2 separate regions of the Sus scrofa genome follow, and region 2 is linked to region 1. A link is a contact called in public HiChIP or PLAC-seq data. All regions are on one chromosome and are shown on one strand. Each heading gives the region's core, a stretch centred on a gene start, on an enhancer-like site or on the middle of the called end of the contact. The rest is flanking DNA. Distances are from core to core; before and after follow the strand shown.

Evidence for each region. HiChIP or PLAC-seq counts read pairs in DNA pulled down with a chosen protein or histone mark.
Region 2: an H3K27ac HiChIP or PLAC-seq map of skeletal muscle shows a contact between it and region 1. The contact joins two enhancer-like sites. A contact is called at or near these places in 14 of 47 Hi-C or Micro-C datasets (adipocytes, alveolar macrophages, embryonic fibroblasts and 9 more) and 1 of 2 datasets of contacts at active chromatin or transcription factors (skeletal muscle).

Annotation. Positions count from the first base shown.
Region 1 is chr5:91,563,819-91,570,522 of Sscrofa11.1, reverse strand. No RefSeq gene overlaps it. Among named protein-coding and RNA genes, the nearest start is that of DCN, 110 kb to the left of the region's middle. Within about 2 kb of position 5,407, at least 17 of the 83 cell types and tissues checked have an H3K27ac peak or open chromatin away from gene starts, as enhancers often do. A contact at or near this core is called in skeletal muscle and subcutaneous adipose tissue, where this site is marked.
Region 2 is chr5:91,617,180-91,623,708 of Sscrofa11.1, reverse strand. No RefSeq gene overlaps it. Among named protein-coding and RNA genes, the nearest start is that of DCN, 58 kb to the left of the region's middle. Within about 2 kb of position 3,373, at least 11 of the 83 cell types and tissues checked have an H3K27ac peak or open chromatin away from gene starts, as enhancers often do. A contact at or near this core is called in skeletal muscle and subcutaneous adipose tissue, where this site is marked.

The sequences.
Region 1 (6,704 bases), core at 4,158-6,657:
GAAAACCAGAGCCAGGGAGTTCCCACTGTGGTGCAGCAGAAATGACTCTGACTAATAACCATGAGGTTGCAGGTTCAATTACTGTCCTCGCTCAGTGGGTTGGGGATCTGGCATTGCCATGAGCTGTGGTGTAGGTCGCAGACAAGGCTCAGATCCTACATTACTGTAGCTGTGGCATATGCTGGCAGCTACAGCTCCGATTTGACCCCTAGCCAGGGCACTTCCATATGCCATGGGTGTGGCCCTAAAAAAAAAAAAAGAAAACAAACCAGAGCCAGTTAGTGGTTAAAGTGGTAAAAACAAAAAACAGACAAAAAACAGATTTTGTTCAGGAACTATGGCAATAGAGGGAAAAGGACCTCAGTGTAGAACTGGGCTCAATTCTAAACAAGCAAGGACCAGTGGGAATTTACTGGCAAGAAGCAGGTTGTGGGGAGGGATGGATAGAAAATGACTAAGAGGAGATGTCAAGGAGAGAGGGAATTCTTGCTGAATAGACCTAACAGGATTCTTGCTGAAGGCAGGCCAGGATAACCAACTACCATCCGGATGGGTGGGGGAATGAAGGATTTTATGAGATATCAAGCATGATCAGATATTGAGTTTGGGGATTCTCACCAAATTGACTAGCAGAATTCTTCCTAAAACTGGGTTATGCAGGCCTGAGGACAGAGCCCAAGGATGACACCTGATGAGAAAGGACTTAGAGGAACCCGACTAAAGATTGATCAAAAAAAGCCTTTGTCAGTAAGAGCTTCAACTCTACTCATACTTCTCCTAGACTCTCCTGGCCTTCCCATGTCTGGCTTCACATTTCCTAAAGACCCTTTCTCTTTCATCTCTGCCAACAAAATTCTAAGGCTTTTCTGTTTTCCCTTCTTTCTTCAGGTCCTGGTAGATGACTGAGCATCTGAGAAATGAATCTGAGTTACAAAAGTAATGTTTAATAGTAGTTTTCATCTCATTCCTTGCAGATATGTTGGTTAGACTAAGTAACGTTTATATAGGGATTACAGGACCAGAAAGCAGATAACTTCAATTTTAGGGTATTTTTTTTAGCTGCATGTACTCCTTGGAAAGAAGATCAGTTCTATGTGATAGGCAAAGCACTATAATTTTTAAACATCTAATTGGACTTGGTCCATATCCAAGCTGCCATTAGTCAATGTTCTCAAATGTATTTTAGAGTTTATCAGAGGAAGGGAGGAGAAATTATCCAAACAAAAATAACCACATGAATCATTACTGATTATGATGTATCTCATGAAAGAAATCTTTGAGATGTGCAGAAAAGTAGGCCAGAGGTACAATCAATGACAATCGCATTAAGGACAAAAGGAAAAATGATCAAGCATTGAACGTAATTTAAAAAGTAATAATTTTAGTAGAATATACACTTAGAAGTAGCTTGTGTCTTTCATAATAGCCAGCATATGAGATATCATACAATGGTTCTTCTATTTGCTTAAGACATTTTTGAAGCATTCCTGAGAATCTTCATCAGGACCATGTTATAACTCATACAAGAAAACTATTCCCATAAGGTCAGAGTCATTGCCTGCATCTTTGCCCATTTTCACATTGCATCTGGATCTTTATTTCTAAAAGCAAACAAATAAAAATTCTTCTTGTTGAAAGTTATCTGAGAGAATATAAGTGAAGGGATCACTGTGGCATTTTGGAAGCCCAAGTTACAATGAACATAGTTTTAAATTTGCGTTGCTTCGAAGACCAAATTTCCTGACTTCTTACTAGTAGTGCTTTCTATTGGCATTTGTTTTCCAAAGCAAGAAAGAAAATAAAGCTTGATTCATAATTTCGTTGGAATAAACAGGATAACATATTCCCTTTGTGATTTCTTTGGACGTGAAAAGGAAATGCTCTGCAAAAGATGATCTTGGAAAAATATATTAATATGCTCGCCGTTGTCAAAGCAGCAAGTTGTGTAGTACACTAAATTTATGGCAATTTTAAAAAGTCATTTTCAAAATGGAATTTATAGTATGTTTCTCTCCCAGGATGAAAAAGATGGAATCCCTATATAAGCATGTCCAATTTAGTATAATTTGGGGATCATGTTGCATATCTATTGTTAAGTATTAACATAATATTTTTGTATTCTTTCCTCCTAGTGTGAACCAAAAATGCTTGATATGAAAATATTTTCCCTTACAAGAGGAGGATTGACCCCAAAAAGACAAAAAAAAAAAAAAAAGAGGAGGATTGATCTTGTAACCACATATTTAAATGATTCTATTTCTCTGGCATGGATTTTTTAATTAAAATTCCCTGATTAGAAAGTATATATTACAAGGTCAAATAAGACTATATCATTAAAAAGTTTATTTAAGAAAACTTCCGGAGTTCCCATTGTGGCTGAGTGGTTAACGAATCCAGCTAGGAACCATGACGTTGCTGGTTTGATCCCTGGCCTCACTCAGTGGGTTAAGGATCCGGAGTTGCCATGAGCTGTGTGTAGGTCGCAGACGCAGCTCGGATCTGGCATTACTGTGGCTCTGGCATAGGCTGATGGCTACAGCTCTGATTAGACCCCTAGCCTGGGAACCTCCATATGCCGTGGATGCGGCCCTAGAAAAGACAAAAAAAAAAAAAAAAGAAGAAGAAGAAAAGAAAACTTCCTTTAAACATTCACACTAAATGACTTGCTTCCTTGTATTTTTCAGTTAAGTGCTCTTTGATAATTGTTTTTGGACCAACCAAGGAGAAAGAGAATAGTCACTAGGTTTTGAACAAAACTGCTGTCTCTGCCTTCCATCTACAAACACAAAGTTTATAAAAACATTAAGTTCTGACATGTTTAAAATAGTTTATATTCTTTGAAAGAGAAAAATGTGTGTATATAATTGGTAGGAATAAAAAAATGTACACACCATCTTTTCAAGGATTTGGAGAAGTCACATGGGTAAGGCAGTAGGTTTTGGAATACAGACCTGGTATTAGATCAACCCTTTCCCACTAACCAGCTCTGTGACTTAGAGTAAGTTACTTAAACTCTCTGAGCCTTGTTTCTCAAATTATCAAATGAAGATGATAGCACCTTAAGCTTCTCATTATAAAATAATAACATAATACACGAAAAAGTGCACACTAGAGTATTGTGCCTAATACATTGTAAGTAATTAAGAAAATATTGGCTGCTTAATATGTATTACATGAGTCAAGTCCACTTAAGAACTGATTTCAAGACCTCCCAAGGGAGGGAGAAATATGTTATTCTGCACCTCCATTTCTACTTTAATAAAAAATAGACATACTAAGAGCCATCTGGAAGAGATATTATAAAGGCCAAATATTTCTACTATAGGATCCATTCACTCAATAGAAACCAGTTTAGGTACGGTTATTCCATGCAAAGGAGATTGCATTTTGTTTGGATTTGTTTTCTTTCTGGATAAAAACTGCATTTTGTTTGGAAGCCAATAAAGGATTTCAGCAGTAAACTGGCACGATATGCTTAAAATAATTATTTGGCTGCCATATGTAGAAATTTTTGAAGGAGAGCAAGATTAGAAATAAGAAGATCACTTAGGAAGTTATCCCAATGACTGAGGCAAATATAGTGGTAGTCCCAGGAAGGGACTTGGACTCCACAGATGGAGCAGACAGAATGTATTGATAATTAGATATCAGGAAAAGGAAAGCATGAACACTCTAGGATAATTCTTGATTTTTAGCTTGATCATTGTAATAGATGGCAGTGCAATTTCATAAAATGGTGATGACAGAGAGAGAAGCAGGTTGAAGAAGAAATGAACCAAGCATTCTCAGTTGGCCATGTTAAGGCTGAGAGGCTTACTAAGTATCAAAAGGGAGATGTCCAGGAGGCAGATGAACGTACAGGTATAACATTAAGGAGAGAGGACAATTTAGTAATAAAAATATGAGTCATCTGTGGATCATTGGCATATGTTACTTAATTAGATGAGTTTAACAAGTAAGAATAGAAGCAGGAAGAGAAGTCCAAACATTCCCACATTTCTTTTTCTTTTTAGTGCACCTGTGGCATATGGAAGTCCCGGAGCTAGAGGTTGAATTGTAGCTGCAGCTGCCAGCCTACGCCACAGCCATAGCAATGCAGGAGCCACATCTGCGACCTACACCACAGTCACAGCAACACTAAATCCAAACCGTGTCTGTGACCTACACCACAGCTCATGGCAATGCCGATCCTTCACCACTGAGCAAGGCCGGGACCGAACACTCATCCTCTTGGATACTTGTTAGGTTCTTAACTGGCTGGACACAATGGGAACTCCAAAACATTCCCACATTTAAAGGCTGAATAGACAAGAACAAGCTAGCAAAGGAAAGTGAGAGGAAAACAGAATAGCATGTAGTGTCAGAGAAACCTAGAAAGGAAAATGATTCTCAAAAGAGATAATGTATGACAGTGTCAAGTGCTGCTGAAAGAGCAATATATGAGATAGCCCATGTGAAAGCATCTAGAGCACTTCCTGACACATAGTAGGTACTTAATAAATGCTATTCCTTCCGCTCCCAGTTTCCTTCCAAGAGGTAGAAAGGCACAGTGGCTACAAGGGTAGGCCTAGGAACTAATCTGCCTCAGTTCAAATCTTTCCTCTGCCATCCTATAGCTGTATAACCTAACACAAGTCATTTGACCTCTCAGTAGTTTGGTCCTATATTTTAAAGCAAGGGCAATGACAGTGCCTACTTCATAGAGACACAGCTAATACATTGCTACTATCGATCAATAAAGTTAATTACTATTTTCTTTCCTATTTACTTTTTTCCATGTTATATATTTTCAAAAATTATCCAGTAAGAAATATGAATTACTTTTTATTTCCACAATGAATACTTGGCTGAGGGACAATAATTAATTCTACTTTCATAACCAGTGAGACAATGAACAAAGCCCACCTTTTCTTCTCACACTGTGCACATATCTTCTGCCTTTAAAGAAGAATTTTTATTGATTGGGGTCCTGACTATGTGTGGGCCCAGTAAAAGGAGCAAACAGGGTTGGCAGGGCACCCAGAGACTAAAAACTGTGGGAGGTTGTTTCCACCCACAAGACCAAAAGGACAAGAGGAAGAAACAGTGTTGCCAGAGGTCATGAAGAGTTGGAATTGCAAGAGTGGTTTCCCCCTGGGGAAGAAAAATACAATTATTACCAGGGACCAGGTGCTGATATAAGGAGGGAGAAGGGGCAAAATGTACAACTTTCTCTTTTCACCTTCATATCTTAATACACGGGGACCCATGGGGTGATTCTAAGCAGAAGCCAGCTGGCAAGGGAGCCCAGGTGAGGTGGTCTTCAGAAATTGTCCCAGAAGGGGTACAGAAGCATGGGGCATAGACTAAGGCAAAGAGAGAACAACCTAGCATACTCTGCTATTCTCTAGTGTGGGTTCCCAGCCAAGTCCCAGTAAATGATACTCAAATAAAAGTGATCCACCCTGTCTCAATATCCTCCTCCCATGCTGGTAGCCAAAACCATCAGCTTCTAAGTAGCATTTCACGTCAACCAGGTTTTCACAACAGTCAAACCATATGGGTTCTCCTTAACACTTTGCTTCTAATTTTAAGAACTACGAACACACACACACACACACACACACACATGCACACATCAGTTGAAAGACTGCTTGTAAGTTATAAAAATGAAAAACTTATCTAAACTTTTCTGAAATATAAGCCAAAAATTTTGTTTGTTTCAAAGATTTGGACAGAATTCCTTGACTTGACTACATCCCACAAGAATGCCTTCATTCCTGGTTTGAACTGGAAACTTCTAAACAGTTGACACCAAGGATTTTAAAAAATAAACAGATGGGCATGTCTCCATGACTTCATTTTGTGTCGAGAATATAAATATTCAGAGAGATAAATGACAATGTCTGTATTTTTCAATGTTTGTAAATAAAAGAATCTGCCAATGTTATTTTATCCATCCATCCATTGACTGCTTGTTGATACTCGTTTATGGCTGTGGTAGGAAATTCCTTAATCATTACTCATTTGAGCTAATTTAGAGTTTTTTTTAATATAAAGGAAAGAAAATTAAAAAAAAAAAAAAAACAGGCTCAGAGGTCAAGATACCTTAAAATGTGGGATTAGTGAAATTTGTCATAATCATGACAAGATAAATGAAAAATCCTTTTCAATGAAATAACTTTTCTTTATAAAGACACCCCCCCTTTTTTTTTCATTTTACAGGCAAAAAAAAAAAAAAAAAAAAAAAAGTATTTGGCATAAAAGTACTGGATTTTAGCCAGAGGAGAGTTTGTTCAGAACTTTGTCCCTCCTTTAATCTGGGCAAGTTCAAGCTACAGTAAAATTATAGTTTTCAGTATCCCTTGTATTGCTAACAAGTTCTTGTTGAGAAGGAACCTCAGAAGATGGTGACTCAACACTTAAATTTGAGACAAGGCAGCATAAAAATCTTTGCTGTGTAAGTAATATCAGAAAAGCAGTTTGCTACCTTTCTTGGTATCACATTTGAGATGAACAGACCTTAACCCATAGATCCAAAATTCACCATCCTCCCAGTTAAAGACACCTTACAAAATAATGGAAACTATTCACTTTCACATGATAAGCTGGTATGCACTACACTGACATTTTCAAACAAGGTTAATCCTTACACAGTTCTTTTGTTTGAATGGACACTCTACTGTCCTGTAATAGATGGTAACTCTAAATTTTATTTTGCCAAA
Region 2 (6,529 bases), core at 2,124-4,623, 55 kb before region 1:
TTTATTTCCTCTTTATTTTTAAAACTATATCTATAAATTATCTTTGCAAGGATATCTCAGATTGTACTTACATAATAACAGCTACCTTCTCCTACCCTCCGGCAGCCACAATGTCTAACATGTACTAATCTTTTCTTTGTCTCTATAATTTTGTCAAGTCAAGAATGTTATGTAAATGGAATCATACAATATGTAACTTTTTCTCATTTCCTTTTATTGAGTATAATTCCTGTGAGATTTATCTGAGTTATGGTGTGGTGTAGCATGTTGCTTTTTTATTGCTAGATAGAGTTCCAAGGTATGGATGTACCACAGTTTATCCATATGGTTGAAGAACATCTAAATTGTTTCTAATTTTGAGCTATTATGAATAAAGCTACTGTGAACATTTATATATAGGTTTTTTGTGAACATTACTTCTCATTTCTCTAGGATATGTGCCCAAGAATTCAACTGCTGAGTTATAAAATAACTGCATGTTTAGTTTTATAAGAAATTGCTAAATGTTCTCCATAGTAGCTGTATCACTTCACATTCCCACCAGCAACATATGAGTGATCAACTTTCCTCTCAGCCTATCAGCATTTGACTTTTCTCACTATTTTCTAATTTTAGCCATTTTGATACTTGCATAGTAATATCTCATTGTAGTTTTAAATTTAATTTCTCTAATAGCTCGTGATATTGAATATTTTTCATGTGCTTATTTGCTATCTGTAATATCATCATCAATTATGAATTCAATTTCTTTAATGGTTATAGGACTATTCAAATGATCAATTTCATTTTTTGATGAGTTTTGTACTTTTTTTGGCTTATAATAAATTGGTCCATTTACAATCTAAGTTGAATTTATGACCATAAGTTATTCATAGTATTCCTTTCTTATTTTTTTATTGGCTATAGGAACAGTAGTTACATCCCATATATGTGTAATTTGTTTCTTATTTTTATTAATCCTGCTAGAAATCCATCAATTTTATTTTCAAAGAAGCAACTTTTTTGTTTCATTGTTTTTCTCTATTATTTTCTGATTTTCAATATCACTGATTTCTTCTCTTTTCCTCATTACTTTTTGACTGCTTTGCATTTATTTAACTCTTAGATTTCTAATTTTTTGAGTTTATAATTTAGATGATTTGAGAGCTTTGTATTTTTTTAACATAAATATTTTGTGCTGTAAATTTTTATCTCAGAACAGTTTTATCTGCATCACACATATCCTAACACTTCTATCACATCACATAATTATCATTTCTTTTTTGTGATGAGAACATTTAAGATCTAGTCTCTGGGCATCTTTGAAATATATAATACAGGGAGTTCCCATCATGGCACAGTGGTTAACGAATCCGACTAGGAACCATGAGGTTGCGGGTTCGGTTCCTGCCCTTGCTCAGTGGGTTAATGATCTGGCGTTGCCGTGAGCTGTGGTGTAGGTTGCAGACGCGGCTCGGATCCCACGTTGCTATGGCTCTGGCATAGGCCGGCGGCTACAGCTCCGATTCGACCCCTAGCCTGGGAACCTCCATATGCCGCGGGAGCGGCCCAAAGAAATAGCAACAAGACAAAAAAAAAAACAAAAAACAAACTGAAATATATAATACAATACTGTTGACTGTAATCACAACACTGTACAATAGAGCTCCAGAAGAATGTGATCTTGAAAATTCTTCTTTTACTACTGCAAATATCTTCCTCAGAAACTGAAGACAAAATTAAAAAAATATGATGTATTACACACAGCTAGTGACAAAACACACAAATCTGGCATTGTTCAAAAGTATCAAATTTTGGAGTACCCTTCATGGTTCAGTGGTTAAGGAACCCAACTAGGATCTATGAAGATGCGGGTTCGATCCCTGGCCTTGCTCAGTGGATTAAGGATCTGTCATTGCCATGAGCTGTGGTGTAGGTTGCAGATGTGGCTCAGATCCTGCCTTGCTGTGGCGCAGGCCAGTGGCTACAGCTCCAATTTGCCCCCTAGCCTAGGAACTTCCTTATGCCATGGAGGGCCTGAAAAAGAAAAAAATTTAAAAATTTAAGAAAATAAAAGTATCAAATTTTAACCAGTCAGTCTCTAGGAATCCAAGCAAATGCTGAAGAATTAAATCCTATGTATGTATTTTATGAAAATTGCACAGCATTTCATAATAGACAAAGTTGTCCTGATGTTTTGTGCTAAGTAAATACTGAGTAATAGTAGTCATACTAGGGCATATATCAAAGCAATCACTAACAAAGTTGTGAATGGAACCTGGTTTATCTAACTTTTGGACTCCGTTTAATAGACTCATTCACCTTATATATATGTAAGTCTACTTTACCATCTCATTACAGAGACTTCTATTAAATTTCAAACGAGAAGGCTCTTTTCTTAGTTTGGGCCTTGGGGTTCCACAGCCACTAAAAGCTTATAACTAAAGGAAACTTAAGCGCATTCTTCCTAGTAGTGCTATTATCTAATGAATCACAGCTGATTTTGTTGGCTGAATAGTCTCAGAAGAAAGTTTTATAATGTGTCCAGGGTTCAATAATTGCTGATTCAGTACATCTTTATATAATAGGAAAATAAGAAAACTCTGCAGTAAGCATGTTGAACAAGGTTTTAATTAAAAGCAGTCCTACAGCTGGCAGCAGACTCTGTCCTGTGTTTTTATAAAATTCTTCAAAATATTTTAATCTCTACCTTTACTTATTATTAGGGTAGTTACATTTTTCTGACTGATAGGAATAAGAATCATTTTCAGCTCATATAATTAATAGAGTAACACATTTACTTATATAGTATAGTCAGCCAGCAATGGGTGTGTGTATGAAATAAAAAGCCCACCCCTATCTCCCTAGTGTATGACCTCAACTTTGGAGAAGATAATAGAAATGGCTTATGTAAGAGATTAGTTCCTGATGTTTATGGAATTAAAATCCACAGAATGTGCCCTTTGTTTAAAGGCAGAGATGGGAGCTTGCTCTTGTAGTCAGTGCCTTATTTACATGTACACATGTGTCATGTTTTTAAATATGTCCTCAAGTATAAATTCTATTAGTAGATTCCAGCTTCCATCTCATTGTTGTCTTAGGACATTTTCTTTCTCATCTTCCCTTACTATTTATGGCAAGTGGAAATCTGACATTATAAAGAAGAGGCTGATGCAAAAAGTCTGAAGCTTTTTCAATTTTCAAAAAGAAAGCAATATGTCTGCAGTTTTGTAAACTATGTTCAGTGTCCTCAGTTCTCCACTGACTTTGATAAATTACTTTAAAGGGATTTGTTATAAAGAAACAAATCCCCAGGATATATATTTCTCTCATTGCCTCATCTCTTTATTTTTCACATGATTGTCCTGGGAATCTCTGAGAACATCTGGGAGAGCTCTGATTACAAAATCTGAAGTGTTTTGAGCACAGAGCAGTTTGTAATTCTGATTTTCTTTGTTTGTAATGCTGAATCTTGTGTTTCCACCCCTTCTTCACTCTTTTTAAATAGATACCATGTTCCAAGATCTCTTATAAATGGGTTAAGTAAACTTGAGGTCCATGGAGTTAGGATTTCTCATCACTTAAGGGAAATCTGATATAACAGTTTTCATTATATCTCAATTGATATCATGTAGGGTGAGGCAATTTCATATAAAGAGGGACAAGGGATATACTACAGGGATCTCAGGTTGCAAAACCAGTTTCTTAATCTCAGTATTATAGCACCAGATGTAGCTGCTGTAGGAATTGGTTCATACACGTATTAGGACCTTTTACTCAAAATGTCGACTTTAAATTCACTGAAGTTAGAGACTGGATTACATTTTATTTCTGTATGTACCCCCAGTGTTTAACACCGAGACTAGCACACAATATTCAGTAACTGCTTCTTGAATTGAGTTTGTATTATACAACTGATAAACAAGTAAGAAAACAGATTAACCGATGAATAATTATGTTTTAGATTGTGGGTTCCATTACCATTTTAAAGATATTTAGTAAAATTCAAAGAATCGAAAGGTAAATTGATAGGCATAATTTTTAAGAATCTGTTTTTGTCTATTATATGTGATACTACCATTATCAGCTTGATATGCTGCAGCCTTATGTTGAATAGTATAATACTCATCATAACTATCAGTTACTTGGTTTTGTTCTGTGTTGAGGATTTTACAACCATTATTTAAGAACTTCAAAACAAGCTATAAGTTCTTATTATTTCATTATGTAAGAAAATAATTAAAAATGAAATTTTTAAATAATTTTCCCCAAACTTTATGACTGAGAATTGAATTCAGATATACTTGACTGTAAATCCTGAATTCTTAACCATTTAGTGATGGAACTAGCACTGGATTAAGAATAAGATCAAATTTTATACTAAGCTTTGATAATAGCTCTGTGTCACCTTGGGCAAGTGATTTAAAATTCTTTGACCTCTTGCTCATTCTGGAAATGAAAATAGAGTGAGCTAATGTATAAAGTCCTTTTTCATTTTAAATGTAATTATCCAGTAATCACAGATAGTTGTTCATTTCAGTCACTCTTACTTCTTCTATACCAAGGACAGCAGAGGTGTGACCAGAGCAATGAGGCACAGCTATCCTGTGCACACTCACTCGTGAATATAGACACAATAAGTAAATTAGAATAAAGTCATTTTTTATTCTAGAGGAAAATAAAATCAATTTAAGGTAGGAAGGAACCTAAAAATACATCCAATTAATGGCCTTGATTTTTCAAATTACGAAATTATTTGTCAGAGACTGTACTACATCCAAAGTCTTAGCATAACATTCTCTATACTATAGTATGATGTTGATTTCACTTGTGAAGATCTTAAAATTCAGAAGTAAAAATCGAAGCATAAATGGTGGAATACAAAATCATGAAAAACACTGAGAAATCTGCATCCAAAACAAATCAGTTCATCTGTTCATTCAGTCAAAAACATTCACTGACAAGCTCTCTGACTCAGGACTGCCTACATAAGGCATGATACCTGACAACCTGCTCAGTGGAAGAGCAGATAAGTAAATAGACTGATACAAAAATGATTGCAAATTATATGATAGAAGAAAGCACAGACTTCGCCAAGATAGCACATTTTACCCAACATTAGGTGGGTTAAAGCACTGATCTTCAGTTTTTGTACACATTTACCCTCTAAAAAAAGATTTTTCAAAATCATGTATTTGCTTGCCTGTTTTAAGCTGAGATCAAAAATTTTTCATCAGCAATGTATATAATTCTAAAGGATTTATTTATAACATATTATAAATATTGATTTTTAAAAATAAAACCAAGCCTCTCTTAAATATATCCAATAAAATTTAAATTGAAAAGCAATATATCACCACCACCATACATTAAAGTGTATATAAATAAGCTCTGGGTTGGAAGTTGGAAATTTTCCATCATTCCTTTTAATCTTTGAACCCATATTTCCATTTCAATTCTTCTATTGAAGTTTTTCAAATATAATATACTTACATGTAAAAATACTTATTTTCCTAATATTTCTACAACAAAAATATTTATATAGATTAATAAATTTTAAATATACTTCTAATGTAGAGTGTTATATATAACATAATTTATGATTATGTAATCTAATTAAATTTAGGCAAAATAATTTATGTTAAGAGTACAAATGAATTATATACATTTTAATTGACAGATATGTTTTCAATTTCTGGTAACCTTATGTCTCTAATTGCTAAAATATTTGTCTAGCATTATCATTTTAATGTTTATTACTGCCAAGTGATAAAACAACAGAATGTGACTAATTTAGTGAGATGGGTAAGAATCACTTAGTATTCCATGTATTTGTCCTTGAATATTAGCTATTACTTGAATAAAGCAGGCTACAATATTAATTTTAATTCTAAATTTAAAAATTCATTTTTTTAAAAAGATCACATTTATAAATCCTTTTTATATAAATACATATATATATAATAGTTTCTTCTGTGAACAGAAGAAACTTTTTAGAGCAAAAGTACAAATTAAAAAAAAATTTTCCATTTATATTCCAAAAATCAAATAATGATTTACCAATAAATATTTTTAATGAACCAAAATCTCAAATATGCACTTCTTTAATTTTGTTGAAGATAAATAAATAAAAACTATCTGACATTAAATGAATTTGTTATCAATAGTCACTTACATTCTTAATTTCTGAAATGTGTACCTATAAAGCCTAATCAAATCTGATAAAATTACTTTTTATTTTGTTTGCCACTCCTTCATTTAGAGACATATATTAAGCCACAATTAGGCAAAACGGGGGACAAAATTCCATAAAATTAGAAGTTTCACATTTTAGTATTTTTCCACTCTCAGTTCAATGTTGATTGGGTCAAAATGCCATTAAAAAGGCATGAGGCAAAAAAACCAAGCAGGAGGAATAACTCTCCCAGACGTAAGGCAATATTACAAAACTACAGTAACCAAGGTTTGTACTGGTACAGAAACAGACATACAGACTAATGGAACGGAGTAGAGAACCCAGAAATAAACCCAGACACCTATGGTCAATTAA